Linked DNA regions of Mus musculus: regions 2 and 3 are each linked to region 1. A link is a contact called in public Hi-C data. All regions are on one chromosome and are shown on one strand. Each heading gives the region's core, a stretch centred on a gene start, on an enhancer-like site or on the middle of the called end of the contact. The rest is flanking DNA. Distances are from core to core; before and after follow the strand shown. Region 1 has its middle 220 kb from the start of Gm32754. Region 2 has its middle 79 kb from the start of Mir7j. Region 3 has its middle 100 kb from the start of Gm32693.

Region 1 (4,385 bases), core at 1,689-4,188:
CCCAGTGGCAGTAGCAGTGGCAGTGGCAGTGGCAGTGGCAGTGGCCGTGACAGTGGAAGCACAGTCCATGGACCTCAATATTCCTTGTATAAAGTGTGCACTATGTTGCAGTTCTTGTTTGGTTGGTTTTGATTTTTGAGACTGACAATCTTTGGCCTAATTTTCCAATCTTGGAGTAAAATCAAACATCTCCTCCTCTAATCTCTATGTCATAATTTATTTCAGAATAGGTGGCTCCAGAGTGGATAAATATAAGTTAATCTGAGAAAATTTTATTCTTAAGTGAACCAGTATCACTGTATTAAAATGTTATTTTATCTGATGAGAATATTGGAAAGTGCCTACTTCAAAACTATTCACAAATTAAGTAAAAACGTTTCCTTGGATATTTGGAGAATGCACTACATGCATTGGCATTTATTGACTGTGTTCACATCTGCTATCATATTCTGGGACAACAGCTACCAGTGGCTTCTCACTGACTGTGAGAGGTTCAAGTTCAAGAAGTCCTTTCTTTCCCACAGCAAGTTTCTGGCTGAAGAAATATGTAACTGTGTATCTGTAACCAAATGGAATTTAAGTATCAATTTATTAATTTGTACAGCTTGAAATGCCACAATTAAGATAATTATACTTACATCAGTGTGAAGAAACCAACTGAAGGTTTGGGAAATGCATCCACTCTGTAACAAACAATAGTATCTTCAGATTCTCTCTACTCACATATGCAGCAAGAAAGGCTGTGTCTGACGAGACCTCAACAGTCATACAATAGAGCCCCAAAACACTGACATAAAACCTGTCTGGATCCTGGCTTATCTGTAATAAGGAAAAAGAATTCTGGATCACCTTGTTTCCTTTGATATATAACTAGTAAGAGAGTGAGGATGTATTTTAGACAGAACAACTCATTTACATGAAATCCAATGCAATAGGTGCAAAGCAAGTCTTTGCTTGTAAGCTTAAGGAAGAGTAGAGAAAACAAGAGGAAAAATGCAAGGGATCTAGATCCTGAGGTAATCATAATAATAAAAATGACACTAATGAAAGGAAACACAAGAACTGGCTGTGATTAACCTGGCTGTCATTGGTAACTGCTAGCTGCTATTTGCATCAGTATAATGGTAACTCCGTAAAATTGGAATTGCAAAACTGACTCTTGCCATTCTTATTGTGCATTATGCAATGACATATCTGGAAATGTCCCTAAAAGGACAGAAGAGGGGAATAAATGAATTCTGGAAAAGCCCTGACACAGTCCATGAATGTCTCCCTTCCTTTTCCTATCTGACACAAGAATAGCCCTCTCCTTCATAAGTTTGTCATGAAACGGACTCTTAGAAATTGAGATGGCTCAGTGGTTAAAACTGCTCTTCCAGAGGTCCTGAGTTCAATTCCCAGCAACCACATGGTGGCTCACAACTATCTGTAGTGGGATCTGATGCCCTCTTCTGGTGTGTCTGAAGAGAGCAATAGTGTAGTCATACACATAACATAAAAAAAAATCTTTATTAAAAAATTCTTATGACACAGTGCTTTTGAGAATCACACACTCTCCTTGAATATATAAAAAACAACAACAACAACAACAACAACAACAAAAACCCATTCTCCAATCCCTTACATTGCTTTCTCTCTAATTTCTTTTTCAGAGTCACAAGAACCTCATAAAACTAAAAGGGGGACTCAGCCTACCCTCTGCATATCTCTAAGGCCTCCCCTCTCCATACTTAAAGCATTGGCAATTAGTGCTACTTATGCTTATAGAAACAGCTTCCTATCTTTCTTGGCAAAACAGGAATAAAGACTAGGGAAAGCAGTGTCCTTTAAATTAGGGAAAGCAGTGTCCTTTAAATTAACACACAGACAGTGCCCTACTGAAAGGTTCAAACTTTTGCAATGTTTTCCCTTAGGGATTGTGATATATCTGCAACTATTATCACAGAGGCAAAACAAACATGTTGTAGGAGGTAAATCAGGCTGATCATTCATATCATTCTTTGTCTTCCTCTGTTGTTCTCTGTATTACACAGAGCTCACTCACATAGATCATACTCATCTAGCAGACATGGAACTGAAAACACAGTACTGACAGGAAATGGGTCTATGAGAGGAGGCAAAAGCCCTAAGATGTTCTGCCTCCCAGCTTCCGGTGCAATCTCATATGGACCTGTGGATGCTCTTCTTGCCCCATGTTGCTTGACCAGCCCACCCTCTCTGCTACTAGCTTGTAATAAGTTTCCTGTGTGTTTATTATATATTTATTATGTATACATGTATGTGTATATGCACATCTTATTATGTATATGTATATTTTGTGTTTCTCCCTAAAAAAATTTTTAATTATTTTTTAATTTTAGGGCTATGATTGATCTTGATTTAATTTAATATTTTTTGAGGCAGATTATAAATTATTTCCCATATAGATTTCTATGAAAAATCCAGTAAATTTGGTTAAATTCTTCCAGTTTTCGTTTGAGAGAAAGACCAAATGTAAAATTCTACCTTTCTCTTCTGAGCATACACTTCGATATATTTTGTTAAACTAGACAGTTTGAAATGACAAGAAAGTAAGAAGCCCCTGAATTTCTGTGGATAGTGTCATCTTCCACTATTTATCTTGCTAATATGTAGAAAACTTGCTACATTCTACTTATTACTTGTATTCGGCATGTGGAAACACAATACTGTGATAAAGAAATAGGATAAGGTTCATGTACACTAAAGAATGGCATGAGACGATGAATATGATGCAGAGGTAGCATGGTGAAGGTACCCTTGCAATCAGAAAGCAACTAATCTTAATAGATTTTACTTATTGGTGTTAAGCAAAATACAATCTGCCAGATTAACAGCTCCATTCTGCATACCAATAGATGTGTTGGTTTACTCAAGCAATGTAAATGTGCATTACAGAAACTTCACTTCCTATCAACATCTCACTAAGCCATTCTCCAAGCCCATCTGTTCCCTGCAGTGAGCCTGCTGATGAGGAGGATTCATGAGCATAACCCACACTTCTTCATCCAAATCAGTGATGATCCCACTGCGAGTGTGGTCTTGCCTTCGGTTGCCTATTTTTGTAGGGAACGTTAATTCTGGTGATCTCTGCTTCCTCTTTTTTTTTTTTCTAGTTGTAACTCTCTCTTCAACAGGTTTGATAAGCAATGAATGGACTCCACCAGCCGCCAAATGAATCTGTTACAACTGTGCTTCCCGTAAATCGAGATATTATCTATGTGTAGGTGAAAAGCTGCATTGATTTACTTAGCTAGTCTTAGCTAAGATTACATTTAGTGTGATTCCTATCTGTTTTTACTCTGACCCACAGTATCCTTTGTTCTTCCTGGAATTTGTATTAACTGAGACACAAATGTCTCATATATCTGAAAAAAAATTATTATTTCGTTGTTTCCCTTGCACAGTTACTCTAATAAATGGAAATCATTCATTTGAGAAAATATAGAAATTAGCAATGTAATTTTATGTGTTAACAAGGAGTTTTCTCAAGGGAATTTGGCTTCTTTATTGAAGGCATTCTGAGTATTTAAACTGCGTAAGATTGGGGCCTTCAGCAGAAAGGACAGCGTTTTTGGAGAAGTGGCTGAGAGGATTTTACATGCAGATTCGTCCACAACATGAAGCAAGAGATACATTGAGCCAGACGTGGGCTTTTGAAGTATTAAAGGTTGCTCCTAGTGACACACCTCCAGCAAGGCCACACCTCTTAATTCTTTCCAATCAGGACCAAGCATGCAAATTTGTGAGTTTATAGGGGGCAGTCTCATTCAAAAACCACAGTTCCCTCCGTGCTCCTCATAGGTTTATAACTATATTATAATGTAAAATATGCTCATGCATTCAGTCCAACTTCAAATGTCTTTCAGTCTTAAAACTGTTTAAAAGTACAAGGTCTCTTCTGAGACTGAGGCGACCTCAAACTGTAACTCTATATGAAAAATAAAAGCAAAAAAGCAGACGATATACTTCCAATATAAAACGGCACAGAATATTCATTGCCGTCTCAAAAGGAAGGAAAAGGAGCAGAATGAAAACATACTGGACCAAAAGCAAGACGGGAAACCAGCAGGACAGAGTCCAAACTCTGCATCTCCATCTCAGGTGTCTAAGTAGTCCTCAGATCTCCAGCTCCTTCAGCTTTGTTGCAGGCAATATACTTTTGTCTCTTGGGGTATTTCCATTTCTGTTAACAGCTCTCGTCAGCAGACATCCCGAGACTCTGACATCTCTAATATCATCAATGCAATCTAGGCTTCACTTTCAAATTTCAAACAATAGTCTCTCTGAGCCTCAGTGCAGGAGCTGCCTGGCCTCAGGCGCCTGTCACAGAAATGTCCCAGTCCTGGTACCAACTAGTCTTAGTT
Region 2 (4,144 bases), core at 969-3,468, 750 kb before region 1:
CCACACCCTAAGCATTCAAATACATGAGCCTCTGGGGTCCATTCTTTTTCAAATCACAACACAGCTTAATTATACTCTATTTTGTATATGTTCAACATTTTCATTATTTGTTCATCGATTTTTAAGACATTTTGGTTTCTTGCCAACTTAGCTGTTGTGAATAGAGTGGCGATGGACAAGACAACGAATATTTTCTTTGGGCATACGCTGCCAAGTGGGTTGCAATGGTTAATTTAATTTTAGCTTTTAATAATTCTCCACACTGATTTTTATAATGGCTGCACCATTTTGCAATATCACCAGTAATGAATGAGTGTTCTTGTTTCCCCATCTCGCCAGCATTTGTTGTCAATTGTTTTCCTCATCTTAGGCATACTGACGTGGGTCAGATGACATCTCAAAATAGTTACAAAGTGCATGTCCCTCGTTCCTAATGATGTTGACTTTTTTTATGGTATCCTTTAGGTATTTTCATTTCCTCATTTGGGACTTCTCTTTTCAAGTCCATTGCCTGCTCTTAATTAGTTCATTTGTTTTCTTGCTTCCTTGTGTTTTGTATATTTTAATATATTCTGGATATTAAAAGGCGTCCTCTTTAGTTGATTATTTCATTTGCTGTACATAAGCATTTTAGTGTTATGAAGTCCCACATGTTGATTGCTCTTAATTCCCGGGAAAATGGGCTCCTATTTAGAAAACCATCTAGATCTAGACCTTGTAGGACACTGGCTACGTTTTTATCTAACAGTTCATTAACTCAGTGTTTCTTGTTTCATATTGAGGTGATTGACCCACTTGGAGTAAACTTTTGAGCAAGATGATATATGATAGGTACAGATCTAAATTTGTTCTTCTACTTATAAAATATCCAATATTACCAAGAAAAGAAAGTGTGTGTGTGTGTGTGTGAGAGAGAGAGAGAGAGAGAGAGAGAGAGAGAGAGAGAGAGGGAGAGAGAGAGAGAGAGAGAGAGAGAGAGAGAGAGAGAGAGAGAGAGAGAGAGAGAGAGAGAGAGGAATTGACCTGGGTACTAGTTTCCACAGTACCATAGGCTGTTAAAACATAAATCTATCCTACCTGAGAGGATAATACTCTCTCAAGATCCTTAGACTTTCTAACAAAAACCCTAGTACTGGACCCAAGAAACCTCCTTTTGAGTTGTTGGTCAGGAAAGGGTGAAACCTACTATGAGTTCTTGTCATTTTCCTTGGTTGCTCCCAGAATTTGAAGGTAATTTTTATTGCTAAAAACACCACACACTTCAGACACAGGACTTTATGGGAACTGAGCTAAAGCTGACCTGGAAGGCTCCTGCTCGAGTACTAGCTTCTATCTGTCAGCAGGTGAAGGGAGCTGAGGAGGGAGGAAAGCAATCCACAGGCCCACCTAGCTGTGCCACCTCTGAAGCACAACAACGGGAAGCTACAATGACCTGGTACTATAAACCTATCCAACTTCCCAAGGCTGATAAGCCATAAACTTAGATGAAACCTAGTCCTCTCAGTTTCCCTAAACCAGTTTAATCTTGAAATTCATTATAAATATTCACAGATACTCACAGATAAGTTCAGCTCTCACACCTCACAGAGGAGCTAGCTTTAGAGCATCAGATAGAGATCATTACAGAAAGACATAAATAGTCAAAATGACTGTGGGATGCCCATCTTCCATTGTTCTAGTACAACCCCTGTATCCAAGGCTCATAAAACACCTTGGAAGTGAGGGGGTGGGTAAAAGCCAGAGGGCATTGCCAACTCCTTTGAATTTATGTTTTCTGTATATGACAGGGAAACTGAATTAAGAGAATATCAGCAATATGGGTGCCTAAACAAGACCTCAATTATTACAATACCAGATGGCATGTAAGCCTTTCCCTAGAAGAGAAACAATAGGCACTTAATGGCTAAGAAGAAAGAGAAAAAGGTTTCCCCAGTTATGAGCTTCTTGATTTTCCAATACCAAGTGCTTGGCATCTATACATATATAACTCTAAATGAAATAAGTAGGTTTTATTTCTATTTCTATTGTTCCATAAGTAACAACAATTTGAAGAAAAACAGAGGGTGAGGAGATAGAAGTTGGTGAGGCATGTAAATATGATCAGCATGCACTGTATAAAATTCTCAAGGAATGAATGCACATTTAAAATTAAAGGTCCATCTTTGTTTACTGCAGCTTGTATAGTTGCAGCCACCAGGTGTCAGTAAGACTTGAAAAACAATAGCACTTGCCAAGCGCTGTAGTTCTGGTCCCTGTCTAGCAGCCAATGAATATAGCTTTTGGTTCTATTTGCTTCCGTTCCAGTGAAGGAGATGCACTTTATTAAAGAGCCACTAAGCAAAGTCAGCAACTTTTTAACTGTTTATTCTCGCTCCCAGATATGCCAAGGCATCCCTTCCGCACACTTAGAGAGTATGGACTAGCTTTTAAATTTCAAGAACAAAGTACTGCAAGTTTCTTAGTGAATCACCACTTTGAGAAGGGAAAGGTCATTGTAGGTAGGTTTTGAGCAAAATAGGGCACCTTGCCTGCAAACTACCACACATAGTTGTTTACATGTAACTTACCACAGGAAGGCAATCCACAAAGAAAAAGTAGAGATGCTAATATCCTCTTCAGCTTCTAATTATTGCCAAAACCAATGCCAGGGGCACGGTTGAATTTAAATGAAATGAAGCTTTTTCTTATTAGCCATTGACTTGTTTTTATTAATCTCACTTCTTATAGTTCTTTACCCTCTTGGCAACTGCTATTTATAGAACTTAATTTTTTTTTTACCTTGTACCAGGCTACCTGAATATTTTTAGGCTATATTAATTACAATTATATAAACAATGACATAAATGTTGAAGTTAAATCTTATAGCATACTTGTGATTTTACAACCAAAAATGTTGCATTTCCTATTTCCTAGGCCTCCCAGAAGGGTTTTGTTTTCTAGTAAAATGCTTCTTTTAATGATGCTTCAGTCTTCAATTTTTTTCCCTGAGCTATATATTTCAACCAACAGCCTCTCCCTTCAAAGTCTGTGCGCTCGTATGACAATTCCAATGTAAAACAATCAATTCTACTTCATCTTTGAACCAAATCCAAAAGTGCAAGATCCCAGCTGTCCTCTTGTCTGCTGAAACCATACAACTGACCTAGTTTGCTTCAGCCCCCCCACCCCACACATTATTTTGGAGAGCATTGTGTTCTCAAGACTGTGAGGATCACACAAGTCTATCTTAGAAAACTTAAAAAAACACTAAGGCAAAGAAGCCCCAGCTCCTAGCATATTCCCCCACACGACTCGAGATTTGGTTTCGAGCTCTGCTTCTTTCACAGTGTTCATACTTTTTAAAAAGGAAGCAACCATTGCCACTGGTAATTTTGAATCAGAGAATTTCTATTTCTGAATAAATTGATTTCACGGTGCTTCTGCTCCAATGCTAATAAACAGCAAGCTACAGTGGCCAGATTGGATTATTTCTGGGGCTTGGCAAGGTGTATTCCCTTCCAGATCTTGCTTGTACATATCTCTTTTCCTCCTCCCAAACGTCACGATTCTAGAAAGCAGGAAACTGTTATCCCATAAAGAGTGCTTGGAGCCTGCAGTGGGATGGGGGTCAAAGGAGCTTTGAATGCTAATAGTAGATATAAAGCTTAGTGTTAATAGAGAATGATATATTTTCTTCTACCACAAAAGTGCCTGTGTCTGTCTTAGTGTGTTTGGGAGAGGTGAACGGAACTGATGAATGACGGAGATGTGCTGTCATGATCCTTCCTGTGCAACTGTTCATTTGCTTCAAGTGACTATTCTTTTGCCTTTTGCTACACTTCTTAAAACACTTATCATCTGCAATGCTGTTAACCTTCCAGATCACCATCTCTTATCTGAACTGTTGGGCTGGGATTGTGTGGTACAGTATGCCAGATATTCCTAAGTTTCTGACATTTCCCTCAAAATGCCTTTCTCATTATTGCTATGGATCTTTCCATTTAGACTCAGGAGTACTTTACCATCAGTAGCTTATCAGTTCAAGTCAATGAAATCCACAGCCAGTATCTAGCACAGTGCCCGGGACAGTAGTCACGAAAAAACCTGTAGAGTGCTAACAAATCAAATTCTCAGAGCTAGCAGGTAATTAGGAAGTAGAATGAAA
Region 3 (4,410 bases), core at 1,863-4,362, 820 kb before region 1:
ATTCACATGATAGATTTACAGTCTGAGAGAAGAGGAATACGTTTTTTCAAGCAGTTTGAATGTGAAAGATCCAAAGAATACATGTGGCATTCACATGTTTGCCACGACATGATAAATATGTTATACCATATACATATGACATAGCATGCTATGATATAATATGTAAGGTACACTAATGAACACCCTTTCTCTGTCTCTGATATCTGAGTCCTAGCAGTAAAAAATATGTATAATATACATTTATTTATAATTTGTTATAAAAAGTATAATAAATAATATATAATATAATACATTTCAGTATAATAGTATATAATCACATGAATGACATTAACTGTCACATTCATATTCATCTAGAGATAAAGAAGATACTTCCTTACCTTCAAAACATGCATAATAGCGTAGCATCTCTGTATATAAAGAATGTGCTAGTTAAAGTAGAATCGCTAAGTATAAAGCATGAAACAATGTGCAGAGTCTACTGTTTAGCAAGGCTTATAAAATGCTTCCATGGAAAAAGAGTGATTTTAGGTCCTGATTAGGACCTAAATTAAGGGATACAATTTTATAGTTTACACCCTGCAAAATAAAATGATATTCTAGGTAAGGGAAATGGTTTATGAGAATGCATTTATAACTCTAGAGGGATTTTGATTTGGTTACCTGGGAAATAATGAAGCGGTTGCACTGAGGAAGAGTCATTGAATGGATGACTACGGAGTCAGGGCTCATTCTAGGGAAAGCAGAGAGCCTCTGGGATACACACTTGAGCTTGGGAGGAGAGTAATCACGTTTGCATGTCAGGAAGAGGATTCTGCCGGCAGTGAAGGAAGAATGCCAACTATGCTTCAGTTGTGAGGTAGAAACCTCAGCTAAGCCACCATTTTTAGGACCACATGAAAGACATAGGGGGTTCAACTAACTCACTTCTATATATGCAGAGAGGGAAATATGCTTGTGAGACTTATTTAGGAAATAAAAATTCCAGGCCTTGGTGGTTAGTCAGTCAGTGGTGATGGCGGTTACCATAACGATGTGTAGAGTTTATAGAAAAGTTATGGTGGACCAGACACTAAGGATGCCCTGCATTTTTCACATGCAGCCTAAAAATAGATTATTTTAATCCCCCTATATTATCCCCTCTCCCAATGTGTCCTGTCTTAGCAGTTAGCATATCCCTTTTCACTTAAACTCTGTAGACCGATGTAATCACACTTGAAAGGTCCTTCCCTTGCATCCTGCATCAAATTCGTCATCCAATAACGTGCTCAGCTCTCACCACCTCTGCAGCAACAGGCACTGTCAAGGCTGCTGCCCTCTCTCCACGGTTACTTATGACTGCAAGATGACTGTCTTCCCTTTCGTGTCTCGTTGCTCAGAGTCCACTCTTCTTACAAAGTTTGGAGCGATGATCTCCAGACCCACAGGAGGTCATGGATTCCCATATCATGCCTTATGTGGAGGTCTTTTATGTCTGAGACCATTAAGGGTAGATAGAGCTGGCCACTCTCTACCTACCTGACTGTTACTGATAAGTTTCCTCTGAGTCTCCTCTATGGCATTTTGCTCTTCCTTAAATGTACGGAGGTATACTTCTCTCAACTGAGACTTAGGCATGCTTTTCTCTTTTCCGCGTCTGGAATCCTCTTCACAGCATTTTCTACCCCCAATCGGCTTCAAATAACTAAATGCCAACTCAAAACAAACAACAAACAAAAATAAAGCAAAACACCAGCAACCCCCCCCCCCAAAACAAAACAAAAAATCCCAAACTTAAAACAAAACAAATAACAACAAAACCTTGCCATGCAATTCCATCTAAAATGTTATTGATCCTTCTCCATCTCCTGTCTATTTCCCATCATCTTATCCTTCTTTATTGCAAATACCTCAAACGAGAACTATGGTTTTTATTTGTTAACCAATTTTTCTGCAGTTTTATCATATTTGGTTTGTTCCTTGTTATATCCCTGAGACTGGGAATGGCATTCCATGCACGGCAACATGGAATACTTACAGAGCAGATGCAGAAATGAATGGATAGAATCCTTTCCTTAGGGAAGCAATGTCACAATCAAGGTTTCAAACCCAGCAATATCATCACTAAACACACAGGTTTAACCTCTCTCTATAGTAGCTGGATGTGCCTGGTACCTCATAGGAGAAACTCTAGTTCCTATAAGAAAGCATTAGGGGAATTAATTAGAACTTTCATGCTAGCTGTGATTTCATAGGAAAACTATTCTGTGTGGGAAGATATGATGAAAATTGAGGATGGGTAAGAATGTTGCTTTTTTTATTAATCTGAAACATACATACATGGTTAATTCTTATATTAAGATTACAATATAAAATACAATAGTACAATATTCTATATATTAAATCATTCACAAAGCTGTATTACAATGATAATTGTTTTCCACATAAAAAGAGACACGTTCTATTCTAGATAAACAAAGACTGTGCACCAGAGTGGATTATTTACCTTGCAGTCCTTTGTGTAGGTGTGATAAATGTAAAAAGCTGCTTCTTTTGGCTCTCGTAGACATAGTGACTCTCTGGAGAAGCCACTTGCATACTGTGGAAATTTGGGTCTGGATATGCTAACAAGGTGATGTAATTGGCCTTCTGTCTTATGTTGCATAATTGCCATCCTTATATCAACACTTGCTAACCACGAGAGAGTCTTTCCGAAACTCAGAAATAAGTGGGCCCTTCGCACTTCCTTTTTTTCCTCCCGTTTGAATCCATTGTAAAATGTTGTGGCTAGATACTCTAAGCAAGCCTTTTCCACGCATAATAAACGTGAAAAGCAAAGAGGGGCCTCCAGAATTGCTCAATGTTTATTCAAATCAGAGGTTTTTTTAAAGGATGCATTTCATGTGGAATAAAAGGGAAAGTTTAAAAGCTCAGTCATGGCAATTACAGGGAACATGTTTTCTGTCTCTTCTCATAGCAACACATGCATCTTACCCTCCATGGCTGCCAGCCGACTTGTCAGAGCAATTACTTTAAAACAATTGTTTCATTTGGAATAGATGCCACAGCCCAAGTGATTGTGCCTTGTCAGTGACGCATTCAATTAAAACAGTCTGAATAGGAGTTCTGGAGGGCCTACTGTGCCTTGTCCAATCTTATCAGTCAACAAAGAACAAGCTCAGAGACTCAGGACCGGCTGCTTCCACTGTCAGGTGGCTGGAACATGTTGCACCTTCCCAGGGTTCCTCGGAGGCTCTCTTTCCTGTACCTTTTACAGCCAATGGCAGGCGCCATCTCAGCAGCGTCTGCATCCACAGTGCCAAGAAAGCTTATGGCAGTAAATAAGATGGCAGCTGTGTCATTCCTGACAGCTGGCTATAGCTCAGGGAGGCAGGCTGAGCCGGACTGTGAGCAGTTGGAGTGGCAGTGAGCTATGACCACCATTACTTGTTGGCAGATGACAGTTTCCACACTAGTAGTTACACCACAATGGGACCAATGTGTCCGCATCGTCACTTAGTCAGACAGAATTTTAAACAAACTCCTGACGCCTAGCAGTTCCTCACCTTCTCAATGCCAGGGAAGCCAAACACTCTTATTATTAAAAAAAAAAAAGACTACCCTCAACTTTGTAACCTTGGAATGGAAATTTATTGAGTAAAAGCAGGAGAGAATTGGCTCTTTCCTTGTAAGAGCAGGAATCAAGGAGAGCAAAACTGATTTTTAAAAAGTTCCCATGTGTTTGCCATCATTTAAAGAAAGAGACTGTTGATTCATTACTATATCTGTGAAATCTCATGTGTTTTCTTCTCATAGGCAAATTCTCATACCTCCACAATTTAATTAATTGTCTTTTCTACACTTGGAACATCTGATGCTCAAAGTACTTATTATCGGAGGAGACGTTGTTTGAAAGGTTCCTTACCAAAACAGGAAAACTGGAAGGAAGCCACAATATTACATAGAGCATATCAGTGTGAGTTGAGAGCCAGGTGGAACCAGATTGCTCTGGTCTTGTCTAGTCAGTGCAGGGGGAAACAAAAGATTCTCGCCACATGGTAAGGGTCAGCCAAGGTGGGCACATGGGCTGCAAGTCTGGAAATCTGTCACAGATTTGAAGCTAAGAGTCATCACAGCAGATGTAGCAGTAGGTTGAGCCACAGCTGAATTTCATCACAAAGACAACTCATCAACATGACGTCAGCTCAAATCGATGCTGCTACTTTCACACACAATTGTAAAAGAGATTTGGGCTTCAGCTTGTCTATAACCAATTCTTCTGATTTCCAATTCCTTGAAATACCCATTAGCCTAATAAATAATCATATTACTAATAAAAATGTATTGTAGATAAATCACTATTTATACAGTATGATGCCACACTTAAGAATTTTTTAGATAAAGTTTTTCAGTTTTTAAAATTAATTTTATAAC

What was found. Hi-C and Micro-C count contacts between places; a contact is called where the count stands out from the background.
Region 2: a Hi-C map of cerebellum shows a contact between it and region 1, with 4 times the contacts expected there. The contact joins two enhancer-like sites. A contact is called at or near these places in 2 of 484 Hi-C or Micro-C datasets (cerebellar granule neurons and cerebellum).
Region 3: a Hi-C map of cerebellar granule neurons shows a contact between it and region 1, with 4 times the contacts expected there. The contact joins two enhancer-like sites. A contact is called at or near these places in 2 of 484 Hi-C or Micro-C datasets (cerebellar granule neurons and cerebellum).

What each region holds. Positions count from the first base shown.
Region 1 is chr3:140,699,398-140,703,782 of GRCm38.p6, forward strand. No RefSeq gene overlaps it. Among named protein-coding and RNA genes, the nearest start is that of Gm32754, 220 kb to the right of the region's middle. Within about 2 kb of position 2,939, at least 4 of the 459 cell types and tissues checked have an H3K27ac peak or open chromatin away from gene starts, as enhancers often do. A contact at or near this core is called in cerebellar granule neurons and cerebellum, where this site is marked.
Region 2 is chr3:139,947,038-139,951,181 of GRCm38.p6, forward strand. No RefSeq gene overlaps it. Among named protein-coding and RNA genes, the nearest start is that of Mir7j, 79 kb to the right of the region's middle. Within about 2 kb of position 2,219, at least 2 of the 459 cell types and tissues checked have an H3K27ac peak or open chromatin away from gene starts, as enhancers often do. A contact at or near this core is called in cerebellar granule neurons and cerebellum, where this site is marked.
Region 3 is chr3:139,883,444-139,887,853 of GRCm38.p6, forward strand. No RefSeq gene overlaps it. Among named protein-coding and RNA genes, the nearest start is that of Gm32693, 100 kb to the left of the region's middle. Within about 2 kb of position 3,113, at least 40 of the 459 cell types and tissues checked have an H3K27ac peak or open chromatin away from gene starts, as enhancers often do. A contact at or near this core is called in cerebellar granule neurons and cerebellum, where this site is marked.